Regions from separate parts of the Capsicum annuum genome. Here region 1 is linked to region 2. A link is a contact called in public Hi-C data. All regions are on one chromosome and are shown on one strand. Each heading gives the region's core, a stretch centred on a gene start, on an enhancer-like site or on the middle of the called end of the contact. The rest is flanking DNA. Distances are from core to core; before and after follow the strand shown.

Region 1 (6,233 bases), core at 360-2,859, 130 kb before region 2:
AAAGGCTTACTCAACAACAAAAGAACCAAAAAAAAGGGATGACTGGTGATGTTTCGTAGAATCAGAAAAATAAAACATGGGAAATTCTTGCTGTTAATCCAGGATGTACTAGTCCCTCTAATTTACACGCCTTTCTTGTGCTCCTTCCCTCTTACCACTGCCAACAACCATTCATCAGTAATATGCCTATTATTCAAACAGAACACAGTTGAGGGCTCAAGAGAAAATAAACACTAGGTGAGTGAACAGGAAAATCAGAAGCCTCACCAAAATAAACAGTGTAATTTCAACCAGAAATTCTACGCAATGGAAAGTGTATAATAAAGATGATGATGCTTGCAACCAATTTTCCCAACTTAATTTCACTAAAGCTTGACCCATAGATGGTTCTGAAAATTAATGATACGAGTTCATGTCGAGGTTAGCCATGTATTATAACACAGGGTCAATGATCCAGAAAGCCACTTCAAAAGGATACAAAATCCTCCATACTTATGATATGTGAATCCTCTATAATCTCATGTCGAGGGCAGTCGTGTAAATATAATTACCTATACGGTCAATAATTCAGAAAGCCACTTAAAAAGGATATCAAATCCTCCATACTCAAACTATGTGAATTCTCTATAACCTCACGTCGAGGGTAGTCATGGACTATAACCTATAGGGTCAATGACTCAGAATGCCACTCCAAAAGGATATGGAATCCCCCATACATACACTGTGTGAATAACGTATCTAACACAAACCATAGGCTTCTTCAGTTAAACACATAACTAAGCACCAAAGTGAAGCATATAGCTTAACAGCCTCATTCATGAATGCCAAACAACATCATGTACAGCACACAAGCAAAGCCATAGTTACCAGCAGCATCAGTCGAAAAACGCATCTAACATAACAATTTAACTTCAAAATTTAGCATTCCAAAGTATCATCATTAATGCTTTAACCCAAAAACAAAAACTTGAACAAAATTCAATGTCTCCACAAAATACTAATTAAACCAAAACGTACTGATATGAAAATTCTCATTACGCGACTAAATAGTAAATACCAAACAAAAGGACGGAAAAATCAATCGACTGTCTGCATGATATCCTCAGCAGTAAATTTAGTACCCTTATCCTTATCAGCAGCAGCACGTCCCTTCGCCTTACGATCCAACAACGATTTCCTGTCTTTATCCAACCTCAGCTTCGTAACAACAACCTTCGAAGGATGAATACCTACATTCACAGTAGAACCATTCACCTTCTCTCTAGTGATACGCTCAATGTGTATCACCCATTTCTTACGGTAAACTTGAACGACTTTCCCTTCACGGCCTTTGTAGGTCCCACGAACAACCTGAACTTCATCGTCTTTCCTTACCGGCATAGATCTTACGTTGTACTTTGTACGTAACTCAGAGGATAAAGGTGCGCTCATCAATATGCGGCGCTCGCTTGAAGGCGCTGTAAAATGTGCCTTCCTGTTCTTACGGCGGGAGGAGGATACTCTTGGATTGTACTTCATTTTTGCTTGATTGATTTGTCTCTCCTCTGCTTTCTCTGCAAATGGCAGCTGCGCTGAAGAAGATAATTGTTAGGGTTTTGGGTTATTTATAATCGGAGATAGTGGGCTTGAGAAGCTAGGGTTTTAAAGTTGGATTTTTCGGATTTCGGAGGTTGATATGTTGGGCCTATGCTATGATATGTGGGGCTTTACGTTTGGGCTCTCGTGTTGTGTGCAACTTTAGCAAAATTGCGCAAACCACAAAAATGTAGAAGCTTCGGAGCATAATTACAGGGGCGCAACATAGGTTTCAAAAAGTTAATGTATATGTCATATATTTCAGATACTTCCTCTGGTTAAAATAGTTACCCCTCATGCTAAAAATATTTACTTCAATTCAGTTATTCCATTTATAAAATCAAGAGAATTTTATTATATTCTTTCAAAATTACCCCAATTATTAAATGACTTCATAAAGTGTATACTCACATTTATACTTTTAAAGCATAATTAATAAGACTAATTTGATAAAATAAATACCTAATTAATATTTTTTAAAAGGAGTGTCGAGTCAATAAGGGTCAATTATTTTTAAACAAATAGAGTACATCGACTGGGATCGTGTATCTGTGTGTCTTCTGATACATGTTTTATACCTGAAAAAAGTCTTCAAAAAGTGTATTTATGTGTGGGGCATACTTTTGGGCTCTAGTATTGTGCAAATTTATGAGGAAATTTAAGAGAAAACATAAATCAGCTAATTACTCCCTCTTCCACTATTTTTTAATATTACATAAATCCTATTAAATATTAAGGTGAATACATTTTAAATACGGATACATTGTCGATACGAATTGTGGTTCAATCTCAGATACATCGCATGTATCCTTGTGTATTTAAGGGTTATGACATATATTTGTGTGATTACATGTCACGATCCTAAAGTTGGAGGTCATGAAGGCACCTACCTCGACTGGAGCCGAAGAACTCACAAGAAAAGAAATATGATAAATAAAATAAATAAGTAAATACAAAACTTCTAAAACAAAGTCAAGATATAGTACATAATATAAGTATGAATGAAATACAATCATATCCCAAAATGTTGGTGTCATAAGTGAAAAGAGTGTCTAATACATAACCAAATTTGAAACACATAAGCATGTCTCTAAAGTAAATAAAGACAAGATAAAACACGAAAAGGTACGAAAGCACGCCCCAAAATTTAGAGCTCACACGTACCTCGAATATCAACTTAGATAGCACAAACTCATCTGCCGCGAGTCGTATTATGAGTACGGTCTACTTGTACTCAATTAAATATCATAGGCCGACTGAACAAAGTAGAAAATAAATACTAGTAAAATATACTATGAGCACGTCACCCGTAAATAGAAAAGTTTTCAAACGGCAGCTCACCTCATCTCCACTATCAATTCTAAAATATAAAGACAATAAAGAAACTACACCCAGAATAAAACTATGAAAACTAACTACACAACAACACATAAGAAAAATACAATGATGTAATATAACGCAATGTAATAATAATATGATAACGATGAATGTAAGTCATTGCAAGACTTTTTGTATATACCTTCCGAGCCTCAATACTTCAAGATAGGACCCATGCGGGGTTCACAATTCATAGTTTCTCATATCTCAATTCATCTATTTGGCTGATGTTCACGGATCATAGATTACGAATTTTATAAAGTCTCTCATTCACCTCTCCGGCTAATGTTCATGATCAAGAATTTTATAAAGCATTTCTCAGTGATATCAATTTCCATGAATATGAATGAATAATATGAAGATGCGTGATCATAACCAAGTCAATATAGTGATAATGAATCAACTCAATAATGGTATAAATGAGCTCAAGTCTCCCCAATATGATAACAGGCATAATGTGAGCCCTCCTCGGCACCACTGAAGTGAATAGCCACGTAGACATCATTTAAAATCATCTAAAAAAATCCCTTTCTAGGGTATTATTATCATAATAAAGGTAAATAATATTCAAAAAGTCCTATAATAGCTATTTAAGTACCTGCCCAGGCAACATAACAATTGTAATGACAATTAATGCACAAATAAGGCCTACAATGTCAACTAAAAGCCCGCACTTAGGCATCATCACAATGATATTCTCTCGAGTCAACAACAATATGCAAATAGGCCCCCACACTGACACACGATAATAATAATAACAATTTCAAAGTACTATCCTCTCGAGTAAATTTTCTAACTCATAGCATGCTTTATAAAAAAACTAACTATCCATCCTAGTCTGAAAAAAGTCAATCTATAACCTGTCTCGACAATTCAAAAATCCAAGCCTAAGCCTTCAATACGGAGCCTTTTCTTCACGAACGGCCTCGACAAGAGCTAAAACTATCAAAAATATAATAAACACATTAAAAGGAAGCAAATGATACCCATATTAGCTATATTTGAAATAGGTCCAAAATTAGTTCAAAAAAATGGGTTTGAAATAAAAAAGGTAAAACTAAAATTTTATTTTAGAAATATATTTTCTAAGTCAAAAGGAGTCTATAGTTGAAAATCCATGTGAAAACAAGTAGAAATTGGTGTTCACATTGAGCAAATCATTTTAAAGTTTACCCCAAAAATCTCAAAAGTTTTAGTTTGAAAATAAGATTTAAAAGTATTTTTAAAGATGTATCCATAAGAAGTTAATGGAATCAAGAGTTTGGAGCTTACCCAAGTACAAATGATTAAACAACCCTGGAAATCGCCCTTTTCGATCATAAGGTTCAAAAATGGTAAAAATTACGAAAATAGATATTTATATTATTTTGGAAATAATGTCTCGCAGTTGTGATGTGTCATAATTTCAAGTCACTTTCAATTCTTAACACCAGAAAATATGCAAGTACTTAGGTTTTTTTTGTTAGAGATAATGTGTTTTTGGGTTTGTTTTGCAGAAAATCAGGTGTTGCAGCTGAAAAAGAAGAAAATAGTTGAAGTGTGCAGAAGGGACCACTTACAGGCCCACTAACAGATCGTAAGTGGCACTTACGACCACCATAAGTAGCCAGGTAACTGTTAACAAAAAATGTACTAAAACATCTGAAGTCTAAAGAATTTGGTCTAAGAGTTACGACACTAATTTATGAGGCATAAGTACCACTTACGCCCCTCATAAGTGCCATCGTAGGTAGGAATTCTGGAGCTGTCAATTCATTTGATTCTTACAACGCACCTAGAGGTCCATAAGTACAACTTACGGCCCGTAAGTGGGTCTGTAAGTGGTCACCAACCCAGTTTTCCTTATTCATTTTGGTTAGGATTTTTAGAGTTCAGATGTATTCTATAAATACCCTTTTGATGTTTTTGTATTAGTTTATGCACTCTTTACATTCACAACACTATATTGATCCTAAGATTCGACTTTTGATCTTGAAATTCATTGTTCTTGGTGTTACAGTTGATTATTAATTTAGGATTCTAGGTTTTCTTCTTCATTATTGTAAGATTATTCATATGTTTCCTTCTTGAATTCAATGGATGTTCTTGCAAATATGAAAGACTAAACCACCTAATTAGGATTGTGGGAATCCTAGTGGAATAACGAAGTAGAGAAAGTGCAAAGTCATTCTTGATCAATATTCTTTCATGTATTGTGATCATCTTTGATTTGATTGCTTTCTTAATGACTGTAGACGTTAATAACCTGCCTGTATTCGATACAAACTTCAAAAGAGGGGTAAAAATTTGGAAAAAAATCGCAACAATAATTTGAGGCTACCAACCCTCATTTAATTAACTTGACACTCAAAAGGTATTAGTTAATTTGGGATCCAGGATAGGGGTTAGTAAGGCGACACTCTGAGACTCAAAATGTAAAGAGTGTAATTTACTAAAGTCATTCACAAGATGGTTAGTGATACATCTCTTATCAGATTCTACATGAAAGTTATTTTGGTGGAGCATGATAAGTCTACCTAGTTAGGAAGTCAGGGGAAACACAGTCCTAGTATTCATCTCAAGTCGATTTCAAGCCAAGCGATCAAGATTTGTTACCATTGATATTGTTCTCATAAAATCCCACCATTTACTTTGCTACATTGTCCCAGCTACTTCAGCAAGTTCATGAGAAATATTCAACCTAATCCTTGTGGATTCGATCTCAATCTTTGTTGGGTTATATATTTGACATCGATCACGTTATATTTTTTGGGGGTATAATTTATACGCCATCATATTTTTGGTTAAATTTTGGAGGTATAAGTAGTGGTTTGAGCAATTGTTTTATGAACACCTAGTGGAGGTTGAGGATTCAAGATATTCGGCTCATTATGAGCTCCATTCTTATGTCCTTCCATCCTACAATTCTATCGTAAGGTTATTTCCATCTCGGGGTCAATGGATTGCCTTGACTCTGATTATTGTGCGTACACCGGCTGGAGATTCATCTTAGAGCATTCGATGAGACCACCACTCTCTCTTTTCCTTATATTATCCAATATTTATGCATGTTATCGTATTCCCACCTTTACCTGAGGTTGATCCTAAGTTGAGGTGACGCACACAACTGATATTAGTTTGACAAAGGATCCGACAAACTCGATCCTTGGACAGAGAGTGCCACTACCTCCTACTGATATTCTAATTTATTTTGAGGGACCATTGTAATGCCTGGCATTTTCAGGCTAGTCTTTGAACTAGCGTGCCTACGTGTATAAGCTATAATCTAAATATAATGCCCC
Region 2 (5,987 bases), core at 2,178-4,677:
AAATTACATAAAAAGTATTATAAATTACAATAGTTAACAACTTAAAATATCTAAAAATAATTTAATATGTTATATATTTCAAAAAAATTTACGATTGAAGCAACTAAAATAGACATGTCATAAATGTCTATTTTTCTATTTTAAATTAAATATTATTATTTTTTAATATATAAATGACTTATAATAATTAATTAAGGGAAATATAATAAAACCATGATTGAATTAGACAATATAAGCAGGCATATCAAAATTTTCTCTTCTATATATTAGGAAAAAAAATTAAATTAGGTGAGATTGTAGTAACAAATAAGAAAGAAAGTAAATTATATGTTTGATATGAAATTAAATAAAGAATAAAATTTATTTAATTGTATCAATAATTAATTTTTACAATAAATTATCATCTTACTAATCAATTTACTTAAATATAAGATATTTGAAACAATTTTATCACCAAATGGATTATTAACATTTGTAACATTCAACACATTTCTAAATGTTTCCAAATTCTTCTTGAATCAACACATACATTTAATAAAAATAATAAATAATAAATAATAATAATTACATTTTACTATATCACCTCTAATTAATTATTATGGTCATTTAAGGATTGTGCCATATAAGTTGAAATAGAAAAAATATTATAAATCACAATGATAAAAAATTTAAATTATTTAAAAAATATAATTGGTTATCGTCGACACAAAACTCTGGATAAGGAGAGTAGCATATTATATTCAAAAATTACATAAAAAGTATTATAAATTACAATAGTTAATAACTTAAAATATCTAAAAACAATTTAATATGTTATATATTTCAAAATAACTACATGAAAAATGCTAGAAATCACAATAATTAACAACTTAAAAAATTTAAAAGATATAAAATATTTGGTCGACTCTTGAAATTATATTAGTGTCACTGAAATTGGAATAGAAGAAAAGTATTATAAATCACAATAATTAAAAACTTAAATTATTTTTAAAATATAATTGATTATCAATGCCACAAAAATTTGGACAAGAAAAGTAACGTATATTAATTTGAAAATTACATAAAAAGTATAATAAATTACAATAGTTAACAAATTAAATTATCTAAATACATATTAAAATAACATATGTTGAACTCATGCTAGAATCCGGATGAATCCTAGAAAACATATGCAATCCTTTTATTAAAATTTTTTATTTAAATATATCAAGATTGAAAAGATAAATAAATATCTTAATGTTGGGCCCATGCTGACACGGACTATGCTCCTTTAGTTCTTATACATAACATGCTTATGTATAATGTAAATATGGTGAATCATAATTGTAGTAATGTTTAAGGTAAACCTAATAAACCATATATTTATACATAACATGCCTAAGCATAAGGTGAAACATAACTGCAGAAAAAATCTGAAAAATAAGTCAAGCCATATAAATTGCATAACATAGACAACCCTTATACATAATCCTTACAAGTATAAGATGGAAGTTCTTTAAGCCATATACATATGGCTGACAAACCTTATACATAACCTTGCATGTATATAATAGCAGAATGGGTCAATCATATACAGTGATATGTATATGAAGTAGAAATTATAGCAGATCTTTCAAAAAAAGTGTGTCTTTACCCTTATACATAACATAGCTATGTATAACAATTTATAACAGTGCATAAAATCGAAAAAAAATACAAATTAAAAAGAAAATCACAAAACCTTTGAAAGCCGAGGCCGTCCTGATTTTGAGAATTAAGCATATGCAACAAAGAAATCATACATTTTTTAAGAGGAAGATGAAAAAAAATAAACAAACCGCCAGATATCTTAAAGTTGAAACCATAAAGTTAAAAAAAAAAAAAACCTCAAAAATAAATTGAAGAAAAAAATAAACAAAGCTCAGACAGAGATGTCATTACAATGCTAAGATTTTGAGAATTACGCACATGCAACAATGAAGATTGAAATTTTTTCATTTGGTAAAATTGAAAAAAATTAAGAAATTGAACAAACCTCAAAAGTAATTGAAGAAGATGATGAAGTTGAGCAATTTGATCGGTTAATGTTTAAATTTTAAAATCTTGAAACTGCTTGATTTTAGGCATATATTAAGGAACATTAAACGATCTAAAAAGGATATTTTGATATATATTAAGGAACATTAAACGATCTAAAAAGGATATTTTGATATGTATGAGGATTTTAAAGAGAGAAAATATAAAAGATGAAATATTTGTAATGAGTTTTGTTAAATGAGATATTATGTAATAACTATAATTTAAGATGTATATTTATGTAAATTTTTCTAATTTTATTTGAGGCGGAATACATCGGCATACCTCTTAACTTGACACCATCTTTCACTTTGGCACCTCAAGTGGACGTTGTTCATTTTATGCACCTAAACCAGCTATAAACTGTGTCATTTTGGCACCTTTCGACACCAACTCTAGTGCGTGAATTGCATGCGCTTTCAATGTGGATTAAATGACCAATTAATTTATGCCAACTCATTTTAAATCGCTACATCATTATATACACCCATACTTTTTTTTTAAAACCAAAAAGGACCAAAACACATGGCGAAGTGTCCAATGAATTAATGACACATATTTTTTAATCATATAATTACAAAAAATCCCCACCCCCCTAACATCTTCCCCACCTAACCTTCTCTGAGCTTAACCTCCATTATTGAATTCCAGAATGATAAACATACCTCCTCATTCTCTAAGGATGATAGATCTGCATTAAAAGCTTTACGAATTTCAGACATGGAGAAGGAAAAGGCCTGTGTTCAGCTAGAAAATTATTTTTAATGGAAGAAAATATAAATTCAATTAGGAGTTGCTTGAAAAAAAAACATAGATACTTTACAGGATGGATGCTTGGAAGTGAATCTTTGCAGATCAAATTATATTTAATAATATTCTTTAAGAGTTAATTATCATATTGATACAATATTTTACTCTTTGTTTTTGAATTAGGAACTTAATTTTATTAGTTTTTTTTTAAAGGTTTTGAACTTGAAAAAATAGTAGAAGAAAATGAGATAAAAAAAAGGGAAGAAGATGATAAAATTAAATAAAAAATAAGCTAAAATAAGGCTATCATGCGCCAAAACATGAGTGTAGAACACTCACTTTACCATGTCAGCGAAAGATGCCCAAACAATACAATTTATAAATAATTTAGGTGCTTAAAATAAATAACATTCACTTAAGATATCAATATAAAAAATGGTATCAAGTTGAGGGCCTAGCCATCTATTCCGCTTTTATTTGATGATCTCAAATCATGATTTGATGACCAAATGGGCCCTAAGTATTGTATTAGCCAATGATGATCGGACAGCAGGAGCACACATATGGCTTCACTATTAACATTTTTGTCCACTACGCACCGCCCACTAAATCAATCATCCGCAAAATCCCACCCTCCGCCGAACAATTTTAAATTTCATTGGTCCAGTCTATCACTCACACTTCTTCACACACCAATTGTTTTTCTTTAATAGTAACAACTTTATGGTATCATATTGGTCCACGTACTCATCATACACCAAAGGTGTAGCTGCCAATTACAATGGGCATTTCGTCATTCCATTAGCTTTCTAGGGACAAATATCACTCAAAATTTTGTAATGTTGTTACGGCAATCATTTCATTTCCCATGGCCAATAGCATGTTCATTTAACTCCAACAGTAGCCAGGAAAAAGCAAAGGAACAGGAGCCAATTCGACAAATACACAGCGAAAGAGCTCTGAGAAAAATCTGTTGTGTATACTGAGATTTGCTTGTATATGGGTCTCTGGGAAGCTTTTCTCAATTGGCTCAGAAGGTAATCTTTTACTTTAATGTAAAGTGGATTGGATATTTGAAGCTTCATATAGTTTATCTTAACTAGCTTCAGATTGTATCTCTAGTTGATCATCTTGCGATCTCTTACCGGAGTCCGGTAGAGCAGCCAAGGGGTTTGTCTGCTCGGCAAACTATTATGTTGTTTATATATGGTTAAGATTGTTTTGTATGTGTATATAGTAGATGTTGAATCTTCTTTGGCTTCTTGCTGTGTTTACTTGTTAATATTTTGAACCACGGGCTCTTACTAGGCTATGAGTTTTGACTCTTGAAGCAAATTCATGGAGCTGAATTTTGTTGTCAATGTGTTTGTTTGGATTCAAGTTGGAATAAGTTGGTTTTGTTGTCTTCTTCTTCGTTTTGTTATGATTAGGTATTCTGATAATTTGATAAATAATTAATCAGTTTAATAATCTTGAATGTATCAGTTCCGGTACATAAACCAAATAATACAATACGAACAAAAGTTCCTAGATTCATGGAGGTATGTAACAACATGTAAGTTTGCAGATTATGATTGCCAGTGCTTATGTCTCCATATGTTTTGTTTGAGATACTTGGAATTTTAATGAGATGAGCTGTGGATTACTGGATTTTGATTGTTTTTGGTTGTTTCAGATAAGCAATAAGTAATCGTTTTTGTTTCACGATTGAGATGTTTAGGACCTTTAGGTTAATGAGTTTCTTTTTTATTTGTTCCGTTATAAGCTATAATTGTTACTGAATCATATTAAAGTCGATGAATCTTTGATTTGATGAGATTTCAATGTGAGTTTTATTCTGAAATTTTGTTAATAATGAACCATTTTGGGATGTGTCTGTTGTATTATCTATTTCCTATCATTGATATTGCTGACATGGAAAAGATGGACAAAGAGCTATATATAGTGGAAAGAATTTGGAATATGAGGTGATCTTTACCCCGTCGAAAAGAAAAAATTGGAGGAGATCAAGTAAAGGTCATTTTTCTGCTTCTCAAGTGGGGGTGCATGAACAAGAGAGATCTGATTTCTGATCAAGACATGAACCGTGTGTAGAAGGATGGATTTTTCAACTCTTACCAAAGAGCTTGTCTTCCCTTGGCGCCTTCCACCTCTAAAAGAGTTACATAATTGTATAACATTACATAATTTAAAACCTTGAGTAATACAAGAAGGTGCGTTGGTTTCCCCTCAAAGGAAGAAATAGAAGGATCTTAAGAAAGACTCTTTAGAAACATAATTTGTAGTTCTTTAGTACAAGACTGTCTTTCACATGACAGTTTGATTGGACAACTTTTTCTGGTTATTGAAGGTCTAGATACTGATAGATCGTAACAATTCGTCAAGAGAATTGTGAGTGGCCCTTTATTCCTTTAGTACATATCAGTAGTTGAGAGTTCTTTTTGAGCTTCCATCTTATGCCTGAAACTCTAAAGGTTCTGATGAAGCAAGAGGGTTGGGTTGGAAAATAAGCCCCACTAATGGGTTAGTTATTGCTTTTATTTTGTTTACCCTCCATTCTTGTTGCATTGTAATATACAGTGTGCGCTGTGCACAGATCATTTACTTGCTGTTGGTGTTTGTATACCTTTTTATGTAGTTGTTACTTCGATTTTGAGTTCACTTTAGAGACAGACTAAAAAAACTTAGTATCGTCTTTGATTAGAGCTGGATTAGTATTTTAAACTTGTTGGAGTTTCATTTGCATTCACACTTGTACAGCTCCTGTATGATTCCTCATATCAGCTCATCAAAACTTGTTCATTCTGCAGCCTCTTCTTTAAACAGGAAATGGAGCTTTCTTTGATAGGGCTGCAAAATGCAGGGAAAACTTCGCTTGTAAATGTTATTGCCGTGAGTAGATAACTAACATCCTTTCTAGTGCCAGCATTTACATTTACCGTTACCTTTTATGTCCATATGACATGGTCTTACTAAATTTGCTCCACTTGTGTCATTCTTAGACTGGTGGATATAGTGAAGATATGATACCAACGGTAAGTTCTCATCTTAAAGAAGCTATTCTATCTTTTTGTATCATGTGATACCACTTTCAATGCTAGTAGGTTCTTTGATAACAATATGAGAATTACTGGATATTCAGGTGGGATTTAACATGAAGAAAGTGACTAAAGGTAATGTCA

What was found. Hi-C and Micro-C count contacts between places; a contact is called where the count stands out from the background.
Region 1: a Hi-C map of bud shows a contact between it and region 2, with 4 times the contacts expected there. The contact joins the promoter of LOC107858642 here to the promoter of LOC107858644 in region 2. A contact is called at or near these places in 2 of 5 Hi-C or Micro-C datasets (bud and leaf).

The regions. Positions count from the first base shown.
Region 1 is chr2:79,680,760-79,686,992 of UCD10Xv1.1, reverse strand. LOC107858642 (60S ribosomal protein L26-1) reads right to left here and starts at 1,609. Exons shown (of 1, transcript XM_016703386.2): 1 at 894-1,609. The coding sequence starts at 1,518. The coding sequence ends at 1,078.
Region 2 is chr2:79,548,919-79,554,905 of UCD10Xv1.1, reverse strand. It overlaps LOC107858644 (ADP-ribosylation factor-like protein 8a), which reads left to right and starts at 3,427. Exons shown (of 6, transcript XM_016703391.2): 1 at 3,427-3,842; 2 at 5,616-5,697; 3 at 5,808-5,840; 4 at 5,948-5,987. The coding sequence starts at 3,805.